Linked DNA regions of Sus scrofa: regions 2 and 3 are each linked to region 1. A link is a contact called in public Hi-C data. All regions are on one chromosome and are shown on one strand. The core of a region is the stretch at or near the end of the contact, and the rest is flanking DNA. Distances in the headings are between cores, read along the strand shown.

Evidence for each region. A called contact is a pair of places that touch in the nucleus more often than the background predicts.
Region 2: a contact with region 1 is called in a Hi-C map of skeletal muscle, with 4 times the contacts expected there. The contact joins the promoter of ZNF608 here to the enhancer-like site in region 1. A contact is called at or near these places in 10 of 47 Hi-C or Micro-C datasets (alveolar macrophages, brain, embryonic fibroblasts and 6 more) and 1 of 2 datasets of contacts at active chromatin or transcription factors (skeletal muscle).
Region 3: a Hi-C map of skeletal muscle shows a contact between it and region 1, with 5 times the contacts expected there. The contact joins two enhancer-like sites. A contact is called at or near these places in 2 of 47 Hi-C or Micro-C datasets (psoas muscle and skeletal muscle) and 1 of 2 datasets of contacts at active chromatin or transcription factors (skeletal muscle).

What each region holds. Positions count from the first base shown.
Region 1 is chr2:127,602,737-127,606,639 of Sscrofa11.1, forward strand. No RefSeq gene overlaps it. Among named protein-coding and RNA genes, the nearest start is that of ZNF608, 550 kb to the right of the region's middle. Within about 2 kb of position 1,650, at least 2 of the 83 cell types and tissues checked have an H3K27ac peak or open chromatin away from gene starts, as enhancers often do. A contact at or near this core is called in skeletal muscle, where this site is marked.
Region 2 is chr2:128,154,859-128,158,961 of Sscrofa11.1, forward strand. It overlaps ZNF608 (zinc finger protein 608), which reads right to left and starts at 1,911. Exons shown (of 13, transcript XM_005661601.3): 1 at 1,282-1,911; 2 at 1-233. The coding sequence starts at 37.
Region 3 is chr2:128,307,285-128,311,609 of Sscrofa11.1, forward strand. LOC106509541 (a long non-coding RNA gene) reads left to right here. Exons shown (of 3, transcript XR_001307170.2): 1 at 1-1,627. Among named protein-coding and RNA genes, the nearest start is that of ZNF608, 150 kb to the left of the region's middle. Within about 2 kb of position 1,832, at least 11 of the 83 cell types and tissues checked have an H3K27ac peak or open chromatin away from gene starts, as enhancers often do. A contact at or near this core is called in skeletal muscle, where this site is marked.

The DNA.
Region 1 (3,903 bases), core at 400-2,899:
GAAATGAAACAGAGCCAAGAAACAAAATATAAAGATGGCAGACCGAAGCCCTAACATATCAATAACTACATTAAATCTCAATGGTCTGAACACATTCGTTAAAAGACAGAGAATGGCAAATTAAATTTTTTTTTAAAAAAAAGCTTCCAGCTCTATGCTGTCTACAAGACACTCACTACAAATACAGTGACACAGTCAGGTTGGAAGTACAAAGACCGAAAAAATATAACACTAAGAAAAATAAAGTAAAAACGGATATATTAAGATTAAATAAAGTATACTTTGGTACAAAAAAATAAAATCACCAGCCCCCAAAAGGAACATTATGTAATGATGAAAGGGTCAATAGACTAAGAAGATGTAGCAATCTTAAATGTGTATGCAGCTACCAAGAGAGCTATGAAATATATGAAGCAAAACTGATAAAAGTGAAAGGAGAAATGGACAAATCCATAATGAATACTTCAACACCACTCTCCCAATAATTGACAGAGCAGCTACACAGAAAATCAGCAAGAATACAGAATTCAACAACACCAACCAGGATCAAATCAACATCTTAATAGAGCACTACACCTCACAAGGACAGATTGCACATGCTTTTCAAGTGTGTATGAAATAAACACATACCATGACAGACCATATCCCAGTCCATAAATGTAAAAGAAATGAAACTGTGTAGAGTGCATCCTCCAAATACCAGAGAATAAAACTGAAATCAATAACAAAATGATAACTTTAAAATCTTCAAACACTTAGAAACCAAACAATACACTTCTAGATAATTCCTAGGTCAAATAGGGGAAAAAAAAAAATCAAGAGAAATTTTCAAAACCTGAAAATAGGTAAATTATACTTTTTTCTTATCATTTAGATATTTGTAGTAGATAACTGTTTACACAAAAAATGAAAATAATGTAGTGGGGTTTATAACATGTAAAAGTATGACAAAAATAGCACAAAGGTCAGGACAAGAAAAATCAAAGTATACTATTTCATACAAGTTATATATACACCAACATAGATGAATCTCAAAATAATTATGCTGAATAAAAGAAATCACAAAATGGAATACATATTATATGATTCCATATATATAATCTTAGGAAATATCAACTAATGTGTAAAGACAGAAAACAGATTAATGATTGCCTGAGGATGAACAGAGAACAAGGAGCAAGTGGGAAGATTACAAAAGGGCACAAAGAAATTTATGGAAATGATAGATCTGCTCATTACTTTAATTGTGGCAGTAGTGTCACAGGCATACACATATCTTAAAACTTATAAACATATACACTTCAAATCTGTGCAGATTTTTATGTCAATTATTCTGCAATAAAAAATGTTTTAAGAGTATAAAAATGAAATACAGAAATCACCTGAGGTCACGTAATTTTACACTTTTCTATGTATTTGCTTACTCACATGCTGCTTTTAAATCTGAGCAATTATAGCTTTTGTTGACTTTAAAGTATTTCAGTATTTGCTTGCAGAGATATTTGTTTTTATACTTCCCTATAATTAGATTATAATCTATGTGGCTCCTCTAAGTATGTGGAAAGGCTGCAGACATGTATAATGGGCACAGCCAAGACAGAGTGTAAACAAACTAAATGCCGCCAGGGATCAACTTCAGCTGCACATTCTTTGGCTGTTATTTTTAGTAAAAGAAATTAATGTGAATATTGAAGTGTCTCTGTCTTTGAATGAGGATCTCCAATGTGGATGTGAAACTTTCATCCAGTGCCAAGTACCAAAGTGGGAACTGGCTTCCCAAAGTTGTTTTTACTTGTAAGATTTCAAGTAGATATATTTCCATGCTTGTTAACTATCAGCTTCTGGGCATCCAGCCATAATTTTAAGACAGCTGAGAAAAGTGATTCTTAAAGTGTGTTTCACAGCCTATTGGAAATTTTCAAAGGGCTTCCAGTTTGATTCATAACTGCACTGAAAGGACAAAACACAGGACACTGTGGGCACTTAAGTGTTTTTCTCAGTCGCAAATTTAGATCTGTGTTCCAAGCCACAAAAGTCAACGCTCTTCTCCTATAGGATTAACTAAATAAAAACTTAAATTATATATCAAGAGGCTGATTAATTATGAGTAGACACTTTTGCATTTTTTCCTCAAAGTGCTCTGCAAACCAACCAAACCAGAACCATCTAAGAGCATGATAAAAATTCAAGTGTAGACTTCTGCCTCCCACCTAAACCTACTGTAGTGAATACATGAGCGATCAGACCAGGAACCTACACATTTTAAAAACACCCTAATGATTCCCACATATACCAAGATTTGACTGCTAGAGTTTTTGCCATCTGGATCTCACACCCCGCCAGAGTAGTAAAATATATTTCATGACATTTAGAACATATTACTGCCTTGTTTAACTGTGGACTGCTCTGTTGGTGACAACTTCCTTTATTCTTCTGTTTATGTTAAAGTGAGCTACAAGCAGAATTATAAGATCAAATTCAAAGATGATCAAGAAAACCAAGAGACTTCTTAGAAGTGGTATGAGAGACAAATGAGGAAACATTCAGGTGTGCATGTGTCAGTTTTGAAGAATGAAAATATTACTTTTAGATGACAATAACAAAACTCACTTCTAGTGAACGAAATAACTATTGAAGACATTGCAATGGGAAAAATATAATAATTATAAGCCTGAAACCTCGTTTTGTCACTGAAATGATTATTTTCATAATGTAATGTTTATGTGAGAAATTCAGTAAAAAATTCTAACAGAATCAATGGTGACAGAAAAGTTTTCAAAGATTACTGAGCTTTTATGAACCTACAACTATCCAGGGAAGGGGATCAACATCAAAGAATCTGGCTACACCTGGCCAACCTTCTAGACATGCTTTCAATTTTCATACTCAGAGTTTCTCATTTGGAAGAAATTAAATTAGCACTGTAATAACCTAATGGGTATTTATAGTTGTAGGTTAATAACTGTAGGTCAAATAGAAATGTTTGGGCCCTTGGGCTAAGCAAGAGATGGTGTAGACACTAGGCCATGTAGACAAAGGCCAAGTTTAAAAAACAGCGGAGTTAAAATACACTGTTGTAAATGGAGCACGTCTTCATTCAGCGTAAGGAGAAAGCAGTTAAGATCACAGTGGTTCCTTTTGGTGTCAGAGTAGGTGCTCTTCCAACACCTCATTATCCGCTGACTAACCAACATACCACAGTCAGTGAGGGGAGAAGAGCTGGTGAGGGAATAATCCTGGATTCGGAAGCTTGGACAACAGTATTCAGCTCAGGTCTCAATTTAGAGACTCCAACGCTAGCCACTCCTCTGGTGCTAACAACTAAACTATAAGTCTGAATTACTGACTCATGTTTGCAAGGAATGGCAAGGCAAGGCTTGTAGGAGAGCAAAGCCTAGACTGTGAGATAAGAATGCCAGGTTGCTTCTGTGCAGTATTTCCTAAGTGTTTTCCTTCCATTTTGTATATCAGAAGAGAAGGCTTAGAGACATTGGTGAGCCAGGTAAAAGAGTGTCCTCACTGTGATTTAAAGAAGTCACAGAGGGAGTTCCCATCATCGCTCAGTAGTAACAAACCCAAGCTGTGTCCATAAGGACACAGGTTCAATCCCAGGCCTCACTCAGTGGGTTAAGGATCCAGCATCGCTGTGAGCTGTGGTATAGGTGGCAGATGCAGCTTGGATCCCGTGATGCTGTGGCTGTGGTGTAGGCCAGCAGCTATAGCTCTGATTGGACTCCTAGCCTGGGAACTTCCATATGCTGCAGGTGCAGCCCTAAAAAACAAAAAGGCCAAAAAAAAAATTAAAATTAGAAAATAAAGAAGTCACAGAAAGAAGCCAAACAGTAGATGTTGTAAGGTCATACAAATGAAAATTGTTTGTATGTGAGCCTCCTACAATAGTCC
Region 2 (4,103 bases), core at 661-3,160, 550 kb after region 1:
CCACACCTTTTCCTGCCGTAGAAATGTTCACTGACATCCTGAAGATGAGCTCTCTAGAATAAAAATCCGATGAACTTTCCTTTGGAGATGAGGGGACATTCGTTTAGCTCCGCTGGGCTTTCTCTTAAAAAAAAAAAAAAAAAAAAAAAAATCTTCTAATCTTCCTCTTCTTTTTCCTGCCCCAGGAATGTGTCCAGGGATTTTTACACCCTTCAGTCCAGGTCCACCTTTTCCTGTGAAGGGGGGAAAAGTCGAATATTTCTTGTCTGGGTGTTACCAGAATAAAAAACGATTAATACTGGGGAGTCAGTAAGGGGTACAGGGAAGGATGGAGAGTAAAGTGGTTCATGTATTGTCTCCACAGTCCAATATCAGGTTTAAAGGAAAATAACCAAACCCGAAAAACATACCCATGACAGTAAGCATCTCACAGTAGCTAAAAAAGAAAAACCCTTTATGAACAGCACAAGGATAATCACTTTTTTAAAGGCATCAAAATATCTTAAGGATCTGAGTCAAGTCCAGAAAGGTTTAAAAAAAAAAAAAAAAGAGAGTTTAGGATTTTTTCTTTCTGGCACATACACATGATAACAACCCCAGAAACACAGCCTGAACACTCAGACAAGAGGAAGGAACACGCTTTAAACATCCTTAAACATGTCCTAGATCTTGCAATTTAAAAGACCAGACCCTGGAAGTTCTCTGAGACTAGTTTCAGAATGATGTTACTAAATTCTTCTCATTTCTAATTTTATTACTTCTTTTTACAAATTGTCTGGGCAATCTGTTTTTGTTCCCAGTAAGGAACAGGAAAAAAACAAAAAAAAAAGAAAAAAAAAACAAACAACCAATACGCCCCCCCATACCCATACCCCCTCTCCTATCCTGTCTTTCCCAACAGTTAATACAATTTTATTCTTGAAATATACACACGTCTTTAAGAGCATTTCTCTATTAAAGAAAAGACAGTGTTAAATAAAAGGCTAAATATCTGCCTTTGGAGAGAAAAAAAATTACATCTAAACAATTCTACCGTATTCCTAGGTCACAGACTTGCTCAGTCTGTTAAATATGGTGCTACTGACTGTACGGGAAACTGATTAAGACATACACTTTAAGTGATCTGCGCCAAGGTGGCCTCAATGACCGCAAATGAGTGTGTGTTTGACAAAGATCAGTTAAAACGGTTTTTAAAGGGATCAGCCCCTTTTTAACAGTTGTCAAGAAAAAAAAAATAAATATACATACACACACACACACACACACACAGACATTGCTTACCTTTAATCCTTTATCATTTTTTAATTAGGCCAGCAAATCAAAATGCCTTTCCCACTCCACTCGGCAAACAAGCCTGTGCCTCATTTTACTTAAACACCAAATGATCAAGAAGGAAGGAACCAAATAACACATCTCAGCCAGAATAATCACTCGATAACATTATTCCACCTCCCCATCCCCCTTTTGGCAAACGAATCAGTCCTTTTCTCCTTAAAAAAATGTGTCACTGTACAGCTGGAAGATAATGTTTCACATTCACAACAGAAGCACCAAAAGGGTTTTTTCCTCTTAACAAGCATCGAGAATAATAGTTTTTTAAAAAAAGAGAGCGAGCTTAGAGAAAAAAGTTTTCCCAACTTCTCATTCCGCCTTCAGTTCCAGACTTCAGAGTCACCGTGATCAGTAAGTAATGATCCCATGTAGCAAACCTACAGGCGTCCGCTAGTAACAAGACAGAATGTGCTAACATCGGGATAAATTAGTGAAAGGGAAGAAAGAATAAGAAGAAAGGACTGAAAATCTGGGCTGGATTCCGCCTGTTAGTCGGGAAGTGGCATTTTTCCGCCCGTCCTGACAGATTTGATTTCTTGAACTAACTTAAGAGGAAAGGAGGGGGACGCGGGGGGTGGGGAGGGGGGAGGAGGAAAGGGGGGGGACGAGAAGCCCGGCAAGAGGAGAACAAGAAAGGTGCGAGGGGGAGGGGAGCAGAGTATTCAGGGAGCTGATAAACCAGTTTTAACAGCCTTCGCTCGGGGCGGGGGTCGGCGGGGTGGGGAAAATAACGGCGTTTAAAATTGGTTCAGTCTTCGAAACCTAAAGGATGTGATGTTTTCCTGTTTTATGTTGTTTTAAGAAAAAGGAACCGAGTTCCTAGTATAAGTCCCTGAGGGGGAGAAAAAAAAAAAAAATCTGCTGTCGCTCAAGTCAATCAGTCATGTGGTAATTCGATAATTAGAGGGGAAAAAAAAAAGATTTTTTTAAGGCGACCTTTTTCAGGACAGTTTTTCCCATTTATAGTCGCAGCAAACGGTGCGTCTCCTTTTTATTTATTTTTCTCTCCTCCTCCTCCCTCGCCCACCCCCTCCTGTGTTTAGTCAGATGGCCCCAGAGCTTGGCTTAGTATTTTTAATTAGCTGGCGTTTGGAAGCTAAAAGCAGTAATGAATTGTTGATGGATTGGAAGTGGAGAGTCGCTTTGCTGGAAATGTCGGGGCTGGGAGAGGGGGATGGGCGAGTTAGCAACAACCAACCATCTAAAAGAAGCGATTTTGTTACAGTGCAAGCCTTTCACATCACGTGAGGATCAAGGGCTCAATTGGTTGTCGTGAGAACAAAAATGGTGACAAGCGTATCAAGAAAATACTGATCTGGTCTTTAAAAAAAAAGCTGAAGGTCTCTCCCCTCCCCCTGCACACACTCTCCCCACCGCCGCCTCCCCCCACCCCCGCCCTTGCAGTGGGAGCAGCTACAAGTTATGAATGTGAAACATTTCTCGCAGATCTAGGCTCGGAAGTTCGGAAGGAGTGAAATGTAATGAGCACAAGAGCAAAGCAGATGTTTTAAAGAAACACCTTATAAACCTTTCCTCAACTTATCTCCAATTTGTCGGCTTTCCCAAGGGGCCGGGATGGGGACGACCAGGCGAGCGGGGAGGGCACTTCCAAGCTACTTGGATTTTAGGGACCCCCCCCCCACCAATGTCTTAAACAAAGAAAAACATTTTGCTAGCTCCCTAGGCAGGTCCTGTAATAAACACACCATTGTTACTATTTGTGGGTTTGTTTGGGTTGGGTGGGGCTTTTTTTTTTTTTTCTCCTTAATGGTGTTTTTGCTGCTTGCTTTTTTAAGGAGGTGGAAAACGGTAATTATAACCATTACATGTAATGGGTGACTATTCCCTTGTTTAATATTAAATTATTGGGCACTAGATGTGACAAGAGACAGAAATCGGCTTGCTCTGCCCTTGCCCCCATTTTCCTGGCTCGGTTTGGAAGAGGGTCCTGCCCAGCTAGGATAGGAGAGGGTGGGGTGAGGTGCGCTAGAGAATGGACACTGCAGATCAGGATTTGTAACTGTGTCACTTTTATTCTCCTTGGGTTAGAGCCCAAAAGGTAATTTACTCTAAGTTACCCCAAGTGCCCAGTCAAGCTTAATTTGTGTGAAGAAGTTACAAATGCTTCACCCTCCACTGAATAAAAATTCACCCTTCTTGGGTTGTTGTTCTCAATGCAAAAGCCAAACCCTGTAACTAGTTCCTCATTTCAATGCATAAAACTCGCACATTCCCCTGCATGAAGTCCCCGCTAAGTGCTATATAGAGACACACCACGCAACCGTACTTACGGTCTGTATTGGATCGAGTTGACCTTTTCCTTCTAACTGCATTGAATGTGTTTAGTTGCAGCCGCTTTATTTTGGAAATTATAATCTCTTCAACAAATTTATTATTAAAGAAGATGGACCATCAAATGTCACAGACCGTCCTGTGTATTTTTTATAAAAGCAAAAATTAAAATTAAAAAAAAAGAAAAATCCCCCTGGTGCACACACACAACAAGCTTGTTCTGCAACACTGAAATCAGGACTGAAACACAACACACACACAGGGGGAGTGGAGCAAAAGGAGCTCTCAGCCTCTATACCTGAAAGGGACTTTTCTTTGTTCCCATTGCCCTTTCTCATCCGGCCAATCAGAGAGCAGCTTTTATGAAACTGGGCTCTCTCATTGGCTAGCTGCTTTCTCTTGGCTACTGTAGGGGGTTGAGATATACACACGTATAAAACACACACTGAGAGCGGGTGGGGGTGCGGTGGGGGGTGGTT
Region 3 (4,325 bases), core at 582-3,081, 700 kb after region 1:
GGAAAGTGACTTTAATTAATTCTGGACGACCTTTCCATTGAAAAGCAAAACACTGCCCTGAGGCTTTTTAGAAAGGTTAGGTTGTACCTTTTCCCTCTTATGGTGAGGAGGTAGGTATGAGTGTTTCTCATACAAGCCTCTGCCTCCTGCGTTCCTGTAGAATGCACGCTCTTTAATCCAGGAAAAACAAAATAAAACAAACCAATGGGCAAAGAGGCCCTGTTTGTAGCCAATTAACTTCTCAATTCTAGCAAGAACTAAAGCACAGCATAAAATCTTCCATCACAATAAAATATGACTAAAGACCTCATCAATTCTCATTTAGCAAATGCTTTGTACTGGACCATCTTTTTCTCATACTTAGGAATTCCATTATTTCTTATTTCAGTGAACATGTTCGGGGAAAAAAAAAATTAAGTGGAATGGGATTAGGTTTGCCATTTGTCATTTACTCAGAACAGAATTCCGGTCTGACATGCAGGCAACTCATACCCAGAGCTTAATGCTTTTAGTAATTATAAGGATCATGTAGAGTATGTTGATTGGTGGGGGGAAAAAATCTTTATTAACTGCTCAGAAATAGTTAATTCTTCATTAGTCAGAGCACTGCACTAGAGGCTGCTGCCTGTGAACCATGGATTAGAGTTTATGATAGTAATAACCTCCCTGAAAAAACATTTGTTACTATACTTAATGACCAGATTTTAGTGCATTAACCTTCCTCAGGAGGTCAACTAACAAAATGGATGTTAACTGCTTGTAACAACCAATTCCTCTGAAATTAATATTTAGATGCCTTTGGTGTCAAAAAAAAACCTTCCTTCCCTATCAGGGCATTAAAAACACTTCTAAATTATTAATAGCAGGCAGGATTCAATGCCTCAAAGATTTCCATGCCAACGCTCTTTATCCTCAGCCTCTTCCTATTTTCTCGAACAGAGTTCTCTTCGGCAGGAACAAGGAAGGCATTCAGGGAAATTAGGTCTCAGAAATGCATGTGGGTCAACAATGTACTGCAGTTTGGAAAAGGTCATCCTTTAAGTTCAACAGAAATAAACATTACAGGAGTGTGAAAGGCGATGCTGAGAGCACACTGGGAACCCAACGGGGACAGACACCCCGCCAGGCCTGGGCTCCAGAGCTACAGCCCTCTCACCACCTGTCAGGAACTCCTTAACGACACGTTTTTTTTTTTTTTTTTGCATCCCTTCTGCGACTGACCTCCTGGCTCATCTCTCCAGCCCCTCCCTCTGCCTTCAAATTGGAAACAAACCACACTTATGTCAAAACAACTTCTCAACTATTTCCTTCCCGAGCAATCCCAGAATATAAAACATGTTCTGAAAAGCTGCACCATTCCCTGGAGAAATTTTATGATTTGGTTACTGCAGAGTGTGCTGCTCCTTGGCTGGGGTAGCCTGAAGTCCTTGCCAAACAATGAAGCAATGCTATTATTAGCCTTCCTATTCAATGGCCACAAAACAGCCCCTGTTTCTATTTTCAGACTGTGCTCTTCTGGCTCAAGAAGGCCAACACTGCACCCGTAGGGCAAAGGAGCCATCCATTGCCAAAACCTGCAGAGCAGTGGGAAGGGGAAAGGTTTTCCTGGTGGCATTTTTCGGCAGAGGTAAAATCCAGATGGGGAGCCAAATCGCCGCCTGCGAGTCTCAGCAGAGGTTTTCCTACTGGGTCTGGGAGGGCACCCCTGGGATCTCAGCAATGAAGCTGCTGTGTTTACTACTTTTCTCAAATTGCCTGGATGCAGTCACTGACTCAGTCGTTTAGATCAGCCCAGTGCAGGCGCAAAACGCTAAATCAGTAACACACAGAGCTGACGTGAATGGTTCAAGTGACGATGTCAAAGGCTTGGGCAGTTGCCTCTCGGCATGGTCAGTTACAGCCCAGCAGCAGTGTTCCAGAGGAGCCAGGCAATGTGGGGCATTTGATTTTTTTTTTTTTTAATGAGCTATAATGGACAGAACATTATATTAGTGTCAGGTGTACAACATCATGATTCGATATATATTATGAAATGATCACAGTAAGTCTAGTTAATATCCATCCTTGTACAGGGTTACCATTTTTTTGTGTATGATGAAAACTTTTACGATTGATTCTTTTAGCAACTCCTTTTACTCGTTTGCTTAACCTCCACCCCTGCCCCTGGCAACCACTAATCTGTTCTTTGTACCAATGAGCTTTTTTTTTTTTTTTTAAAGATGCCACATATAAGTGTGATTATACAGTATTTGTCTGACTTATTTCACCTAGTGTAATGCTCTCAAGGTCATTCCATAGCTTCACAAATGATATTATTTTATTCTTTTTTATGGCTGAATTACATACATATGTGTGTATATGTATACACATATATATGATATATGTATGTATGTGTATGTTTGTATCTATGTATCTCATATTTTTTTATCCATTCATCCATCAATGGATACTTAGGCTGTTTCCATGTCACACATATTGGAAATAATGCTGCAGTTAACATGGGTGTGCATTTATCTTTTCCAGTTAATGTTTTCATTTATCTTTGGATAAATACCCAGAAGCAGAATTGCTGGGTTATATGGTAATTCCATTTTTAGTTTTTTGAGGCACCTCCATACTGTTTTCCACAGTGGCTGCACCAATTTTCATTCCCACCCACAGTACACAAGGATTCCCTTTTCTCTACATCCTTGCCAACACTTGTTATTTCACAGCCATTCTAACAGCGTGAGGTGATATCTCATTGTGGTTTTGATTTGTACTTCCCTGATGATTAGTGATGCTGAGCATCTTTTCATATACTATGTCTTCTTTGGAAAAATATCTCTTCAGTTTCCTGGCCCCTATTTTAATTGGTTGGTTTTGTTCTTGCTGCTGTTGAACTGTATCAGCTCTTTACATATTTTAGCTATTAGCCCCTTATCCAATATACAATTTGCAAGTACTTTCTTCTAGTCCATAGGTTGTCTTCTCATTTCATTGATGGTTTTCTTTGCTGTGCAGATGTTTTTTGGTTTTGGTATCTGCCGGGTTGTTTATTTCTGATTTTGGAGTCAGAGCCAAAAAATCATCCCCAAGACTGATATCGAGGAGCTGACCGCCCATGTTTTCTTCTAGAAGTTTATGGTTTTAGGTCTTTTGTTCAAGTCTTTAATCCATTTTGAGTTAGTTCTTGTGTATGGTCTAAGAGAGTGGTACAGTTTCATTCTTTTGCATGTGGCTGCCCAGTTTTCCCAACACAATGTATTGAAGAAAATGTCCTTTATCCATTGTATATTCTTGACTCCTTTGTTATAGATTAATTGACCATATAGGCATGACTCCCTCCCCCCCCCCCCGGGGTTCTCTGTTCTGTTCCATTAATCTAGATATCTATTTTTGTGCCAAAATCATACTATTTTGATTACTATAGCCTTGTAATATAATTTGAAATCAGTGAGTGTAATGCCTCCGGCCATCTTTCTCAAGATCATTTTGGTTATATGGGCTTTTTTGTGGTTCCCTATACCTTTCAGGAATGTTTGCTCTATTTCTGTGAAAGAGGCCATTGACATCTTGCACTGAATCTGTGGATTGCTCTGGGTGGCATGGACGGGGGTCATTCTTATTTTTTTCTGATGGATACTTTCGTAATATTGGAAATTTAGTGCAGACAGGGGTCCATTAGAATTTGGTGCCTCTCTTCATTTGAAAACACAATTTGCTATATGACTTTTCAGCTAGGACAAGTTGTGTATAACAGTGATTTTAATTTAATAGCCAGATCCTTCATTGCTTTGGGAATACAAATCAAAAGGTTGTATTCTAATTCAAAGGTTAGAAAGGTTGCCATGTCATTGCATATATATGGTTCCTCTTTCCTACTGTAGTTGCTTTTCACTTTGTCTGTACTGTCTTGGGAAAGTATTCGCAAACAGTAAATAAGCAATTCTTTCATTTAAACCATGACCACGTTTGCAGATTCAACAGCTAAAATCTCAGGTGATGGTATCGCTCTCTCTGCTAAGGCTTGGTGTTTTATTTTTGCATTTAAAAATGCAAATTAAACAATGACACTTTTTATGAATTCAATGAAAAAGAATGTTGTCTTGGTTTTTAAACTCTCCTTTGCTAAACATTTAAAAAAAAAAGAGGCATTTTGAAAAAGATCTCTTTCCAAATATAAAACTGAAATATGAACTGTTGACAACCCCCCTCACCCCGCCTTCTTCCACGGAAATATCAGTGAGCGGCTGCAGGGAGCTGGCTTTTAGACACAGTGTTCTGAATGGTAGGCATGATTAAAATACAGTTATTGTCTTGGTCTACTTTATCTCTACACTGAT